2 separate regions of the Mus musculus genome follow, and region 1 is linked to region 2. A link is a contact called in public HiChIP or PLAC-seq data. All regions are on one chromosome and are shown on one strand. Each heading gives the region's core, a stretch centred on a gene start, on an enhancer-like site or on the middle of the called end of the contact. The rest is flanking DNA. Distances are from core to core; before and after follow the strand shown.

Evidence for each region. HiChIP or PLAC-seq counts read pairs in DNA pulled down with a chosen protein or histone mark.
Region 1: a contact with region 2 is called in an H3K27ac HiChIP or PLAC-seq map of trophoblast stem cells, with 25 read pairs. The contact joins the promoter of Dph5 here to the enhancer-like site in region 2. A contact is called at or near these places in 8 of 39 promoter capture datasets (the 3T3-L1 cell line, 3T3-L1-derived adipocytes, HPC-7-derived erythroid cells and 4 more), 1 of 15 datasets of contacts at CTCF or cohesin (CD8 T cells), 27 of 484 Hi-C or Micro-C datasets (CD4 T cells, CD8 T cells, CD8 central memory T cells and 18 more), 10 of 115 datasets of contacts at active chromatin or transcription factors (CD8 T cells, the SCID.adh cell line, bone marrow-derived macrophages and 6 more) and 3 of 9 other capture datasets (adipose tissue, liver and pancreatic islet).

Annotation. Positions count from the first base shown.
Region 1 is chr3:115,884,704-115,892,455 of GRCm38.p6, forward strand. It overlaps Dph5 (diphthamide biosynthesis 5), which reads left to right and starts at 3,480. Exons shown (of 8, transcript NM_027193.2): 1 at 3,480-3,574; 2 at 3,737-3,894. The coding sequence starts at 3,760. A930005H10Rik (RIKEN cDNA A930005H10 gene) reads right to left here and starts at 3,427. Exons shown (of 2, transcript NR_015487.1): 1 at 3,061-3,427.
Region 2 is chr3:115,832,571-115,840,084 of GRCm38.p6, forward strand. No RefSeq gene overlaps it. Among named protein-coding and RNA genes, the nearest start is that of A930005H10Rik, 52 kb to the right of the region's middle. Within about 2 kb of position 2,956, at least 11 of the 459 cell types and tissues checked have an H3K27ac peak or open chromatin away from gene starts, as enhancers often do. A contact at or near this core is called in the HL-1 cell line and trophoblast stem cells, where this site is marked.

The DNA of each region.
Region 1 (7,752 bases), core at 2,230-4,729, 53 kb after region 2:
ATTTTGAGTAGAAACTATTATCTAAAAATATGATATTTAACATCTTACTGAAGAGGACCCCTTCATTTCCCCCCTATAGTTTGGATTACCTAAATATTCTTTTTGGCCATATCTACTTACTATGAATAAATAAGAAAGTAGTCAATGAAATCTAAAGTCATAAAAAGGACATTGTAAACTTTGAAAATTTTGCTGTACATTAAAACTTTGCTGACATACTCCAAGGTCTGTGAATAAAATGTGCATGGTATGTATCACAAGCCGTTCAACCCCAGCAGCTTCCTGAAGAGGTGTGAACAAGACATACTAATGTCTGAGGTTTTGTCAGTGACTTTCTAGTACTTATTTAGAACATATCACACACTGGCATCACAGAAGACAGGATATATAATTCAAAGAAATCGCTTGGCTACTAATGAATGCATAATGATCTATAAATATACCCTGACTGTAAACTTACTGTAGGTACACACAGTGCTAAGCCTAGAGAATCGGACACAAGGAAATCACACTCAATGACTTCAGAAAATTACTTTCATGAAGCAGAAATACAGGAAGACAATTTTATCTGTTTATTTTTATTTTTCATTAAAAGTTCATGCAATATATTCTTACTGTGGTTTCCCCTCTCCCACCTCCTAGATCCCTCACCTCCCCATCCAACTCTACGCCTTCTTTATCTTTTTAGAAAACAAACAGCAAATAAAAAAGCAAAACAAAATTTCTTTAAAAAGCGAAAAAAGCACAGAAACCACACGGACACACATAAACATAAAAACAAAAACCATAAAAAAACAAAACTAGAAACCTTAGTACACTAGCAAAAAAGTAGGAAGACAAAACAACAACAACAAAAACCACCCAAGCAAATCAATGTAAGACACACATTTACAGATATACCCTTGAGTTTGTTTTGTGTGGGCCATTGACAGCTGGACATGGGACCTATACAGGTATGCAGTTTTAAAGAGACTCAGCTATTTTATAGACACATTACTTTAGTAGAGGAGACTCCTTTGCTTAGAGGCTGGAGACCTCTGGGGAGACTTCCTGAGTGTAAAGGATCGGTAGTGGGAATCTAGGCTGATGACGAGACAGGCTTTAATGTTCAGATGAGCTGAGGTGTCAGCAGGGTGCATGTGGCTGCATGCTTTGGGCACAGAACTACAGGTGGGTCAATACCACTGAAAGAACGCTCATGGTATGTAAGGGGACCAGGGAGGCAGGTACTCAACATCCCATAGATGGGAAATTTAAGAGCATGGGGTTTCTTTTGCCAAAGTTTTTTTTTTTTTTTTAGAAGGGGGATACTATTTTTAGGGTGTATCTTTACTAGTCCTCCCTGGTTTCTGTGAAGACACATTTGAAGGGAACAAGATGGGAAGCTAACAGAGTAATAGAGCTAGGATCTGAACCAACACAGTGATAGTCAGTATGGTTTCTGACAGAGAAGACCTGGCAGTACGTGTGGGGGTGACTAATATCTGGGTTGGGGGAATGTCAAACCTACCCGATACAGAGTCAGATACCACGCAGGTAAAGAAGGTGATGAATCCAGCTCTGGATGTATAGAACTGGATAGGTTTCCGGATTATCAGGTTTGATTCCCAGCACTCACATGGTGGCTTATAAACATCTGTAACTCCAGTTCCAGAGATTTTGGTACCGTCTTCTGACCTCCATGGGCACAGGAACACATATGGTACACAGACATACAGACAGGGAAAACATTCACACACATAAAATAATCTAAAAAGAACTTTGAAAACCATTTCTCTAGATTTTTTTTTGGGCGGGGGCGGGGTTCAAGACTCACTCTGTAGACCAGGCTGGCCTCAAACTCAGAAACCTGCCTGCATCTGCCTCCCGAGTGCTGGGATTAAAGGTGTGCACCTCCACTGCCCGGCTAGACAAGTTTTAAAATGCTTATCTGTTATTAGCCTATCTTATTTGTTATCACTCAAAATCTTTTGTACATTTTTCCACATTGAGTTGTTTTCTTGTTCCATTTAAGAATCCATTAGATTTGAATTCATCTTCAGTTTATTATTAATTTGTTTGTGTGTGGGGGGGTGTGGGGGTGTGTGTGGGTGTGCCAGCCTGTGGTGGTCAGGGGAGACCTCTGTGGAGTTGTTTTTCTTCCACCTTTAACTGGGTTCCAGGATTAAACTCAGGTTGTCAGACTTGCGTGACAAGTTCCTTTACCAGCATCTTGATAGCCTTCCTTTGGTTTGTTTGCTCTGTTGACAAGTCTTTTGTCAAATTTCTGGTTTGCAAACATTTTCTCTCAGTGTACGACTTCAGTCTTTTGAAGGGAGTTTTTATTATTAAAGTATGACTTTTTTTCCTCTCTCTTTGCAACATGCCTTTTATAGCATACCTGAGAAATCTCTCCCTGGATAGGTCAGATTTTCTTTTCTTTTCTTTTTTTTTTTTCTTCTGTTATAATTTTAGGTCTTTCCATTTACACCATGATCTATTTTGAGGTGTATGTATTTTAATATGGTGCAAAGAATAAATCAATTTAGTGGGAACAGGGAGAATCAGGTCTTCGTGCACCCTTGGAGGAAAAGGCTAGACTTAAGAAAAATCTGAAAGGCCATTACATTGTGCCAAGAGAAGCAATGAACTGTCTTCCCAACTTGGATAAAGTTACCAGTGAATTTAGGAAGAGCATCTGCAGTGTAAACTTTTCGCTTACTGGAGCTGCGTGTAACCAATCTTTAAGAATCTCTGCAACAACCGCTGAGAGGTTTAAAGCACTTTCCTTTTTGTTATGCGCTTCCCGCCATAGAACTACTTTCTTTTTTAAAATTATCCTTTGGTTAGCATACTAAGTAATGGGCTTCATTATGGCATTTTTCATCCGTATATGTCATCACATTCGTATTTAGTCATCCCTTGAGCACTCTTAAAAGGTCACTCTCCACCGAGGGTGACTAAGGCAGATTCCCTTGAGGCATTCTGGTATCAGATCCCAGGGACAAACCCCTAGAAGGAGTCACAGCCCCCCCCCCCCCCCTGGGAACTTAACAACCACACTCAGCAGGGCAAGCCAACCTGTCCCCTCACCAGGGTGACTTCTGGTTAAATTGCGACAGATCTACAGAGCGGGAATTCAAAGCTGAGCAAACGCGGGGTCGGTCAGGGAAGTCCCTCCGGTTGTTCCTGCCAGTGTGCGTCTGGAGGGCGATTGGGAGCTATCGTCATCAGCCCGGACGCCCTTTGGGGATGTTTGAGTCCTGGCTTGCCGGGAGCGTGGGCACGCTGGGTCCTTTCCAGGCGCACAGCTGGACCCATTCCTGACCCTTGACCTCTGCCCGGGAGTCAGCGAGTCCTGGAGGGCCTTGCGGGGGGTATGCGATCGCTCTATAGCTCGTTCCTGGAGCGGTCTGTCATCTCCGCCTCCTGCCAGTCGTAAAGTGCTGTGAAGGGCTCTGCGCTTTACGGCGCCGTTAGGTGAGACCCGGAAGCTCTGTCTCTGATGGGCACATGGTTTGGGGACTGCAATTATTAAAAGGCTGCAGTGAGACTTTGAGGGACGTCAGCGAATCACCTCCGAGTCTCTAAGCGGGTAATCGGATCACACTTTTAAAAACAGTCATTCCATTATTTTCTAAGAGTATGCAGGAGTGTCGGACGCACGCAGGGTGCCACCTTGGTTTTTATGTTCATCCCTAGACTTTAGGTCCCCGGTGTTAGCTGACGTTTTTCTGTTGTTCACTTCGCTCTGCAGTCTCCCCATCCCTGGAGTTCGGAATGCTTTACTTGATCGGCTTGGGCCTGGGAGATGCCAAGGACATCACAGTCAAGGGCCTGGAAGTTGTGAGACGATGCAGTCGCGTGTATCTGGAAGCCTACACCTCAGTCCTGACTGTAGGGAAGGAAGCCCTGGTACGTGATTAAAGTCCCCAGGCCTCTGGGGAAGACATCTAGCTAGCGTCCGATTCTCCTACCCTAGACTGCACAGACTCTAAGCGTCTGCTTTTTTTTTTTTTTTTTAAGCCCCTGTAAAACACACACCCTGTCCATTAAGATCTACTTCATACTCAGTGACTTGGGAAATGAAACGGTAGTTTGTCCTACTTTACAAGTCTAATTTTGTGCCTTTCTCCAGTAAATAAAAAAAAAAAAGTTATTTTACACTCTTGGGGATAGTTATCAAATCCGTTATTTCATGAGCTAGCCAGACATCCTTTCCGAGTTGAGTGCTAATGAGGTGCTGACACAGGCTTAATGAGTTGCTTATACATTCAGCAAGCGATCTGAAAGCTTCCGTCTTTGAAGTAGTTCCATAGGGAACAGCGATCTCATTTTTTTTTGTCTGCAACATAGCCAAAGAGACCTTACATGTACTCTCCCAGGAAGGCTGTCATTCCCACATGTACATATAGAGTGACTAAGTAACCAGAGGATGTATTAGTGCATTATATACCTTAAACAGGGTAAATATGTAAATAATAGTTACAACAAGAAGGGTCAGTTTCTGCTTGATTGTCAAACTTAAAGTGAACCCTATATTGAGATAAGATGCTGATGTGTTGTTAGAGGAGGAGAGGAAGGTTTTTTTGTTTTGTTTTGTTTTTTTAAATTGTCAAGTCTTCCATATAAAAGTGTGGGCCAGAGAACTTCCGGTCATATCTCTCAGATTCACAACTCAGAATTTTGAAGGTTTCAGGGTTATGTTAAAAATCTTGAATCCTAAATAGGCTTCTTCTTAAGTTGGTCATGAATTAGAAAAAAAAAAAAAAAAGTAGTGTTTAATGGTCAGTTTGACTTGCTGGCCACACTTGTCGGTGTTTATACTTACTTCAAGATGATAGAAATATGTCTTGGATCAGTGATCAGAAACTATAATGGACCTAAAACCATTTGAGAAAATAGATAACTGGCAGGTTAATCGAATAGAATATTAAACACAGCCAGGGCTACACAGAGAAACCCTGTCTCTAAAACAAAAACAAAAACCAAAAACAAACAAAAAGGGAAGACAGGCAGTCGTGGCACACACCTTTAATCCCAGCACTTGGGAGGCAGAGGCAGGCAGGTTTCTGAGTTCAAGGCCAGCCTGGTCTACAGAGTAAGTTCCAGGACAGACAGGGCTACACAGAGAAATCCTGTCTCAACCCCCCACCCCCAAAAAAGCAAAAAACAAAAGAATATTAGACAATAGCTTAGAGCAAAATTGGGACATAACTTGTTTTGCCTTGTGACATGTCCCTGGACAATTCCTTTACATTTAATTTCTTATAAATTGAGGTCAGGATGTGTTTGCCTTCTAGGCTCTTAGAACAGTGTCCATCACAAAAGTTTTCAGACATTTTAGCTGCTAGCAGATATATTTCCAAATTTCTAAATGCTAGTTTCTCCATTTGTCAAAGAAAAAATAACCAATTGAAAGTTATATAGTATTTATTAAGGTGTATGTGAAAATGCTTTATAAATTATAAGTGTTAGTAAATATTAATTTTTCAAGGTTTTCCCCTAAGCATAAATGTAATTATTAGGGGTCTGGGCTTACCTTACCTATAAGTAAATTTTGTGTAGTTTTTTTAAGGTACCAGAATATCTGTTATTTCATAGTGATAAGTGTTGATATTTTTGGAACATTTATTTTGCTGTTTTGTTTATTTTCCTGACAGTGCTTGGAATTGAACCCAAGGTCTCTCAACATGCTCCACAATTGCTTTGCCACAGAGCTACAATACCCAGCCCTCTATAGTTACTGCTCCCATTTTGTGGGATGTTCCAAAAACTTGTCCAGTATCATACAGATAGTGACAGAACAACATTCAAACTAAAGTATCTCTGAGTTGAGAATTATCCTTCCAGACTTTCATACATTCTCTCTGCATTCTTAGCTTTAGATAGTAACTACACAAAGTATAACAGAGAAGTTATAGCAAGCAAAATGGTTTGGACTGGATCTTATTTTATTACAGAATTCTTCTAGTATTGTCTTCATGTCCTCCAGGTTCTTAGTTCCTGTTCTTCCCCGAGTAGCTTGCCACAGGATCCCATCTGTACCATCCGCCTCAAGTCACTCATTTATAAGTTCATGCCTTATATTTCCAGTACAATTGTAGAACCTCTTTCTCTTCAGTCTTCTTCTGTTTTTCACTTGCACATTTTCTTGTTAAAACAAACTGATTTTTTTTAAACTGTTGATGTATATCTTTATGAAGTCTGGTTTCAGCTAAAGATCATTATATTGCAGGGAAAAGATAGTTCTATTTTCTATAATGAACATATGCTTTCATTTTGTTAATAATCAGCCAGTCAAGATTTTATAAAAGACACATACAGATGTTGGTAAAGAAATTCCAAGTTTGTCTGTTCGCTGTTGTTGTAGTGTTTTAATATAGTCTCCAAAAGAAGTGTAGAGATAGCAGACCTGAGAAAGAGTTATCATCATTTTTGGTATATGCAACTTTAGCTTCCTTCAGGTAATTACTGTTGATCCTTTAAATCTTACATGCTTATTCGTTGAATGCATTTGTACTTTATATAAAAATGTATAAGCAGTAGAGTCTACAAGTGGTTCAGGGTCTGTCTGCATTATACCTAAGAAAACTTAATGAAAGACTTAAGTTATTTATAAAAGTAGTGGGAGGAAGAAACTATAACATGTCTGTAAATAACTGAAATAAATAGCTGGTTATTTAAACCGGTGTCTTGGAAACCCATAATCTAAACCAGTTCCTGAGCCCACATGGGAAAAGAAGGGAACCAACTCCTTCCGGTTGTCCTCTGACCTCCGTATGTAAGAGCCCGGATTATGTTTAGCATTACGTTGGTGGCATGTGGCTTCTTGATTGTTTTCAGGGTACGTTAGTTGAGTAAAGACCATTGTACTTGGTATCCAGTGACCACGTGTGTTCTCTGAGATATATGGATACAGTCGTCCTGGGACTGTAAGTTTTCTGGTTTCTAAAGTGGAAGTTAAACATGTAAAGAATAATGATTAAGAAAAAGGCACACAGCAAAAGTGAAAATAAAGAGTGCATTTTTATTTTATCAATGTAAGCAGTGTTATTATGAGTTTATGAAACAGTTCTATAGGGTGAGGTTGTTTTCCTGTCTGGGTAATAGATTTTATGTAGGTGTTAGAAATAATTCCCACATTTGGAATTGTAGCATTTATCTTTGGATACTTATTTCTCATGGATTTCTTTGATCAATCTTGGATACCATTACTCTTTAACTGTAGCATCCCTGCAACTTTTAATAACTCAGACTTCTCAGTGTGAAGGAATAATTTTATATACTTATTTATGCATCTTCTTCCATGTTTGAATTGCATGGGAACTCAGTTATAAGATTCAGTTATATGATCTTGCACAATATCATTAAACAGTGTCATACCAGTTCACTGGCTCACTCTCCTGGCTTTGTTCTCTAGAATTGAACTTCAAGAAATTAATTGACAAAACAGCTTGGGTGGGAACTTCCTTTGTATTTAAATTCATTTCTTTTCCTATAGTTATATGAGACTGTTCATTTTTTTGTGAACAGCTAAATTGTAATTTTCTGTCATTTCTTGACATTGCCTTTTATTATCTCCTGTACACCAAAAATATTCCTGTGGAGATTGGTAGAAACATCTGCCCTACCATGTATCATTATTGCTAATGTATTCCATATTTTCATGTTTCTGGAATAGGGCTCATGAATACATATTCTCTGTTCATCATTTAGTGTTCTGCCTAGTCTATTAGACACAAATTTAGAGGCCTCAGATGTTAAGAGGTC
Region 2 (7,514 bases), core at 1,706-4,205:
GGGCACTGACTGCTCTTCCAGAAGTTCTGAGTTCAATTCCCAGCAACCACATGGTGGCTCATATGGTAATGGAGTCTGATGCACTCTTCTGGTGTGTGTCTGAAGACATCTACAGTGTACTCGTATAAATAAAAATAAATAAATCTTAAAAAAAAAGATCATCTACAATCCAGGAAGGAAACCCCACCAGACAAATGGGCTCATGTCTTTCTAGTGAATTTCCCATTCTATAGAACTATGAGACATAAATGTTTTTAAGTCGCTCCAGATGATAGATGGATGGATGGATGGATGGATGGATGGATGGATGGATGGATGGATGGATGGATAGGTAAGTAGATAGGTAGATAGATAGATAGATAGATAGATAGATAGATAGATAGATAGATTATCAGATGAAATGAGCAAATACAAAAACTAGTATGTAGGAAAACAGTTCTTTTATAATGAATACCTACAAAAGCAATAAGCAATTTTGGAGCAGGGCAAAGAGTAGAGGTTGGAGAATTTGGGTGGTGCCTATTTGCTTGTTTGTTTTTAAGGCTTACGTTGATGTATTGGAATAGGACTTGAAAATAATTTCTAGTAAGGGTCCAGAAAGAAATGGGGGAGCCACGGGGAAATTTTCAGTCTTCTTGGAGAATTGTGGAGAGCTTTGTGGGCCACTTGGCAGGAATCTGACATTGATCAAGGACAAGGAAATGGGCTTCAGGCAGGAATCTGACATTATGCCAAGACAAGGAAGTAAGCTCAGGCAGGAATCTAATTTTAGGCTACAACAGGGAAGTAAGCTCAGGCAGGAATCTTAATTTTAGGGTAGAGCAAAAGAAGTAGGCTTTAGGCAAGAATCTGATTTTGGGCTTGGACAAGGAAGTAGGCTCAGATATTTCGATCATCCTGATAAGTCCTTAGAAACAGCGATCACGGGACTTTGCTTATTGCTTTGCTTGTTCCTTGACTATTTGTGTTTATTGTACTGTTTGCCCTTATTGCTTGCATGCAATTAAAATGGTATAAAAGTGGACTGGGAAAAAATAAACCTGCCTCAGCCTCAGAACTGACTGGAAGGGGTCATGCTACAGTGTTGTCTAATTGCCTTTTGTCTTTTTAATCCTCATTCTTGTGCTAGAGAAGCTGTTGACTGGCTGAGCTAGTATGGCCAGAGAATATCAAAGTAATTCATGCAGAATGTTAGTAAAAAATAGGGACTGTGGTTTTGAGACGGACTCTCACATATGTAGCCCTGCCTGGCCATAAACTTGCAATCTTCCTGCTTCAGCTACTTGCATTCTAAAATCTCAGGTATGTACCATCATTACCAGACCAGAACTACAGACTGTAAAGATGATTTTGATAAGGTCTTCTACAGAAAAAGGGAAGGCCACCCTTTTTAGAATGGAATAGAAATGATGGCTGAGCTGTTTTTGTTCTTGTGTATTGTGGAAGGCAGAGTCTGTAAGAAAATAAAATTGATCATTTGGCCAAGGAAATGTCCAAGCAAAGGGCTGAAGTTAGCTTCCCTGGATTACTTAAATTTGAGGAGAAAGAAATGACTCTAAGATGGCAATTAGTAAACAAAAAGGATGTCAAACTTACAGACTTAAAATATTTTCTGGCTGACTCCAAGCATTGTAAATCAGCAGAGATCACTAAGGGCATGGTCAAGCAACTTATCAGATGGGAAGCTGTGTGGATCAGAAGTTCAACAGAAGTGGGAAGGTATTTGGAAGACAAGAGAAGGATGACACCCAAGGCAATTCAGAAACCATTCTGACTACATCTCCCATTATAAGTCCAAAGTGCAGTTCCAGGGCACACAAAATTCTCAGGAAATTTAAAGGATGGACACTTCTCTGGTCCTGGTGGACAAAGATGTCTCTGTCACTCGAGTTCAAGAGCTATGAGATGGATTTTGTCCAGAAAAACTAGAATAACATTACTACTATCACTGAGACTTCAAAACTGGAACAGTAGCAGAACTATACATACAGGAACTCAGCCAAGGAGAGCTGTGAAGCCCAGAAAGAGAGCTACAGTATGAATAGGACCAGGACAGCGCCTGCTGCCTGTTTGGAGAAAGTAATTAAGGCAAAATCAGTGCAGAAATTCAGATCATTCACATCGGGGTGTGGGATGGTTTTTATACTCTGCCCATGGAGTGGCACAAGTAGAAGGAGTAGGTGTGTCCCTGTGGGTGTGGGCTTTAAGACACTCATCCTAGCTGTCTGGAAGCCAGTATCCTGTTAGCATCCTTCATATGAAGATGTAGAAATCTCAGCTCCTCCTGCTCCATGCCTGCCTGGATGCTGCCATGTTCCTGCCTTAATGATATGGACTGAACCTCTCTGAACCTGTAAGCTAGCCCCAATTAAGTGTTGTCCTTATAAGAGTTGCCTTGGTCATGGTGTCTGTCCACAGCAATAAAACCCTAACTAAGACAGGATGTGACACCAATCTGTGATCACCATGGTTTGGAATGCAAAGAATGAGCCTGAAGGGAAGAGCAGCGAGTCAAAGACTATTGTTGACCTTTAATGTCTCTTGTGCTTGCCCTAGCTATCACCTCTGGTCATTCTTACGACTCCATTTTTTTCTTTCCTACTTTTTCTTTGCCCCTTTCAGAATAGGAGCAGTAATTTCAGAATTTCTCTATATTTAGCAAGCACATAATATGCTTCATCTTCCAGAATCATATTAGGAAGGATACTGACTTAAGATGTAAATATACAGGGCTTTTCTACACCTGCCCTTGCTCTGAAATGATGAAACGCAATATTTTTATTAATGATCTTCTTGCACTATAGCTGGGCAAATACTGAGCTATTCTAACACAACTGTGCTGGCCTGGCCTACTTCCCACTATGTGGTGTTACTTGGCATCTGGGTCTTGTCCTAGCTGTTCTTGCTCCAGAGGTTGTTCCTACCCCATTGGTGTCCTCCTGGACTCTCTTATGGCCACCTGCTCATGGCAAATCCTCACAGTCCAATCTTGCTTTCCTACTTCCACCAGGAACTCCCTCCTCCTCTCCTGCCCAGCTATTGGCTGATCAGCTCTTTAATAACCAGTCAGAAGTAATGGGGAACAATTTTTACATAACACTGAGACATGAAATGCTTGACAATGCCAAAGTCCAGACTGCAACCAGATCTCTGGGCACAGTAGCCAGCATCTGAATACACACACAGTCCACAAAGCCATTCCCCAACATTGAGGTGGATTGCACTTCAACTGTCAGGGATTTACATGATACTTAGATGAGACTTTTGACTTAGACTAGCAGTCATGTCCAGGCTTTCCACAATACAACACCATCATCCACAATTTCATGCTTGAGAGTTACACAGTCAAGTTTTTAAAATTACTTTTTATTCAGTGCTGAGGCTGAGGTCCAGGGCCTTGTGTATTGTAGGCAAGGGCTCCACCACTGAGCCAAATCCCCAGCTCCAAAATCTCAAGGTGCTTTACGGAAGTTTAGGACTTTGTTTTGGGCTGTGTTCAGTTCTGTCCTCAGCCACATGCAAACTGGTGCTAAAGCCAATGACAAGAAGAAGGCATAGCTATTCATTTCAGACACATTATACATCAAAGCAAAGAAAGTTATCAAGGATCAGACAATAAAGGGACTGGTTCTCCAAGAAGAAATAATAATACTTAACATATATGTGCCTGACGACAGACACCAAAATATGTCAGACCAACCTAGAAGGAAGAATGAGGAAGAATAGAAAAATTCATCATTATAGGTAAAACTTTGACACTTTTCTGTCAGAAATTCACAAGTTTGGTGGGCAGAAAGTCAGAAGAAAACTCAGTGAAAATAAATCTACTAGATATACTTATACCAGTGGATTAATCTGCCAGAACTACACACTGCACATTATTTTTCAAGCTCATTGGGAACTTTTATCAAGACAGATAATACTCTGGGCTATCAAATACTCCTAGAAAGGAAACAATAAAGGCTCTGCTACCAAGCACAATGGAACTAATGGATTAACCAATAACCAGAAAAAAAAAAACCCTGAAGAATGTCCAGATGAGGTATAAGCAGCATACTTATAGATAACAGCACTTATAGACAACAAATGAGTCAAAGGACAAAACCCAAGGAAAAAAATTAAGTGTTTAAAAAAAATAACTGAATAACAGCAAAAAGTCGCTTCATCAAAATTTGTGGGATGTGGAAAGCCTGTGTTTTGAGAAAAGCTGATAGCAGCAATAATAAATAGAAACAAAGTCATCCACTTCTACAGAAAGAGCAGAACAAGTTAAATCCCAAGGAAGCGAAAAGAAAAATAGCAAAGCCAGAGCAGAAGGACCAATGAGCTTACCCCTGAAAGGGAAACCAATAGCGACAGCGATAAGCCCAACTTCGGTCTTCTGACAATATTAGTATAGTCAGAAATGCAAAAGAGAATATTGCCATAGATCTATGAATGTAAATGGGATTGAGATAGATGATTGTGAACAATTTTGTCACTGCTTGGATAGTATAAACTAACTGAACCAGTTTCTTAACAGCAATCTGCCAAATGTCATAAGAAGAAGTGGACTATCTAACCAGGCCTGGATATATTCAAGGAAATGCGTTTGATCATCAGTAACTGCCTATTATAGACAGGTTCACACTGATCAAATATTTAAGGAAGAAATTTCTAATTTCTAATTTCTTTCTTAACAATCCAATGATAAATGCATGGGCATTTGTATTGAGAGTTCACTAATCATTTTCATTGTCTGTGAAATTACTCTCATGGTGGTGCATTGGAAACAATATATCTCATAGAGACATGTACTTGTGCATCCAACCATCCTTGTTAGTCGCCTTTAAGCCAAATAGCTATTGGGCATGAGGCTGTACGCTTTTGTAGACAACTCCTTTACACTTTGGCCTTCTGTGGTTAATAGAAGGAACCATTTTCATCAAACTAGGGAGTCATTTTTCTCCATTCATTTAATAAATACACACTGTGCTATAAACCAGTTTCTAAATATTTCTCAGAAAATAAGTACTGAGGTTGCTGCACACTGAGGTAGAAATTGTGTTTCCTAAATGATTTCTGCTTTCTCTTCTTCCTCTGCAAAAGAAGGTAGAAAGACAGAAAGATGATATGTCTGGTCACCCATAAGAGTCATGGGTGAAAGGTTACTGAGAAAACTAGCATAACAAATTAGTTTAGCTAGAAGTGGTCAATGAGAGGCTTCTAAAAAGAAAAAAAAAAAAAAAAGACCCAGGGGACACTGCCTGTTTGCATACCTGCCCTCAAGAAAGTTTCACAGCAGGTGTTTAAGTGCGCTTTCACAAAAAGGGTCTGAAAGTCCTGTTCAGATTCTTCTTGCTTTGTGTGTGTGTGTGTGGGGGGGTGTGTGTGTGTGGGTGTGGGTGTGTATGTGTGTGTGATTGTAGCATTCCTATGTCCAGGGCCTGGGGCAGGACTGAGATGAGGAGTTGTGGTTTCTATGACTCACTTTAGGGAAGAATTCTGGTTTCTATGACTTGCTTCCCAGGAGCAAAGTGGGTGAGGCAGGAGGACAGGGAAAGGTCATAGAGGGACTTTGTTTCTCAGAATGTTTAATCTCCTGTCCTCAAACTGTCAAAATACCATACTTTGGGGTATTATTTTCTGAAACTCAATAAAGTTTAATTCTTATTTGAGAAACAATGTATCCAGCCCCAGATAATGAATCAGGATTAGTGTAACCCCAAAGTTTCCAAACTGTGCACTCATTCCCCAGGGGGTCAAAAGTAAACTCACTTGGGGTGATGTTGTCATGACTTATTTCAAAATGTCGAGGGAAACAGAGAGACTCAGTGGCACGCACACACTGCCATCGTGGTGGCAGTTTCCCCCTAAGATCATGCATTCCTGGGCTATGTCAGTCATATCGATGCAAAGCTGGGCTGTCCATTCCTGCTGTGACAAAGAGCAAGGACCACTGGAAATGAGAATGGCATTATCTGGTGTGATTCCAAGATTCCAGAATTACAGAAGGCACAACAGATATCAATCCTTGGTTATCTATTGGTTGACTGGTCCATTGCTCTACAGATATCCGTATCGCACACTAACATTGTAGCTATTTTTAAATGACGAATAAGTACCATCAGGACTTTAACATCACTTGTGTTTTAGATGGCTCTCGGGCTGAACATTAAACTCCTGTGGGGCTTCATTGAGATCAGGAAAACCATTCTGAGTTCCCAGTGGAGCTTGAGCAAAGGAGTCTGAGGTTCTAGTGAAGCCACACAGTCCTCCTCTCTCCCTTTTCTCCATGCAGCTCTGCACAATCAAGATCCAATTGTGGAAAAGTGGGATCTGCTGGGTGGGGCTGAAGAGAAGGCTTTGCTTACCTGACAGAGGACAGCCACAGCCAGCACTACTAACCTCCTCCAATAGCCCACTCCATTAGTACAGGAGTCCCCCAAGTGTCAGGTAAAGACTAATCAGTAGACGATGCTCCAGTCAAGGGTAGGCGAAGAGGATAGATGTGTCAAGGTTTGAGGTACCACTTTTAAAAGGTTTGAGTACTGCCTCTACTTCTATCCTAGCATTTGAAATGTAAATGAAGAAAATATCAAAATAAAAAAATCTAAAATAAAAAAGTCTGAATTAAACAATGATAATATCAGAAGGATAAGAATGTCAGATATCCTTGTTTTTAACTACATTCACTGAGGTCTTAAAAATATCTTTGCTATTATTCTATATCTATATTTCATATATTAAAATGATAAATTTTATCTATCATAAATGATAAATATTCTTTAGAAATTCTTTTACATTATTCAAAAGTAGAACAAAACCATAATTTTTGGAACAAAGTTGGAGCTTACTAAGAAAAAGTTTTAACGTGGGCATCAATGGAGAGAAAGACCTATGATGAGGGAAAGGCTAGCACATATCCAAGAAATGGGTATGGATTTTTCTAGAGAGAAAGTCATACTTAAGGGACTTAACGATAGCATGTATATGATTTATGTGGCCTCTAAAACTATAGTCTTCAAAGGGTTTCTACAGAACTTATTTTCCTAGTTTGCTGTTTTTCGTGTGTGTGTTTGTGTGTGTTTTGTTTGGTTTTTGCGTTTTATTTTGTAAATGTAATCATAGGGCTGTTCCTACACTGGTATAGTGGTTTGAATAGGTATGGCTCCCATAGACTCATATGTTTGAATGCTTGCCCCTAGGGAGCTGCACTGTTAGGAGGTGTGGCTTTGTTGGAGGAGGTGTGTCATTATGGGGGCAGACTTTGAGGTCTTCTATGCTCAAGCTATGCCCACTGTGGCAAACAGTCCCCTTCTGTTGCCTGCAAGTCAAGATGTAGAACTCTCAATTCCTTCTCCAGCACCATGTCTGCCTGGATGCTACCATGCTTCCCGTCATGATGATAATGGGCTAAACCTCTAAAAGTGAAAAACAGTACCAATTAAATGTTTTCCTTTATAAGAGTCCCTAGGTCATGATGTCTCTTAATTCACAGCAATAAAGTCCTAACTAAAACAACTGGGTAGGAG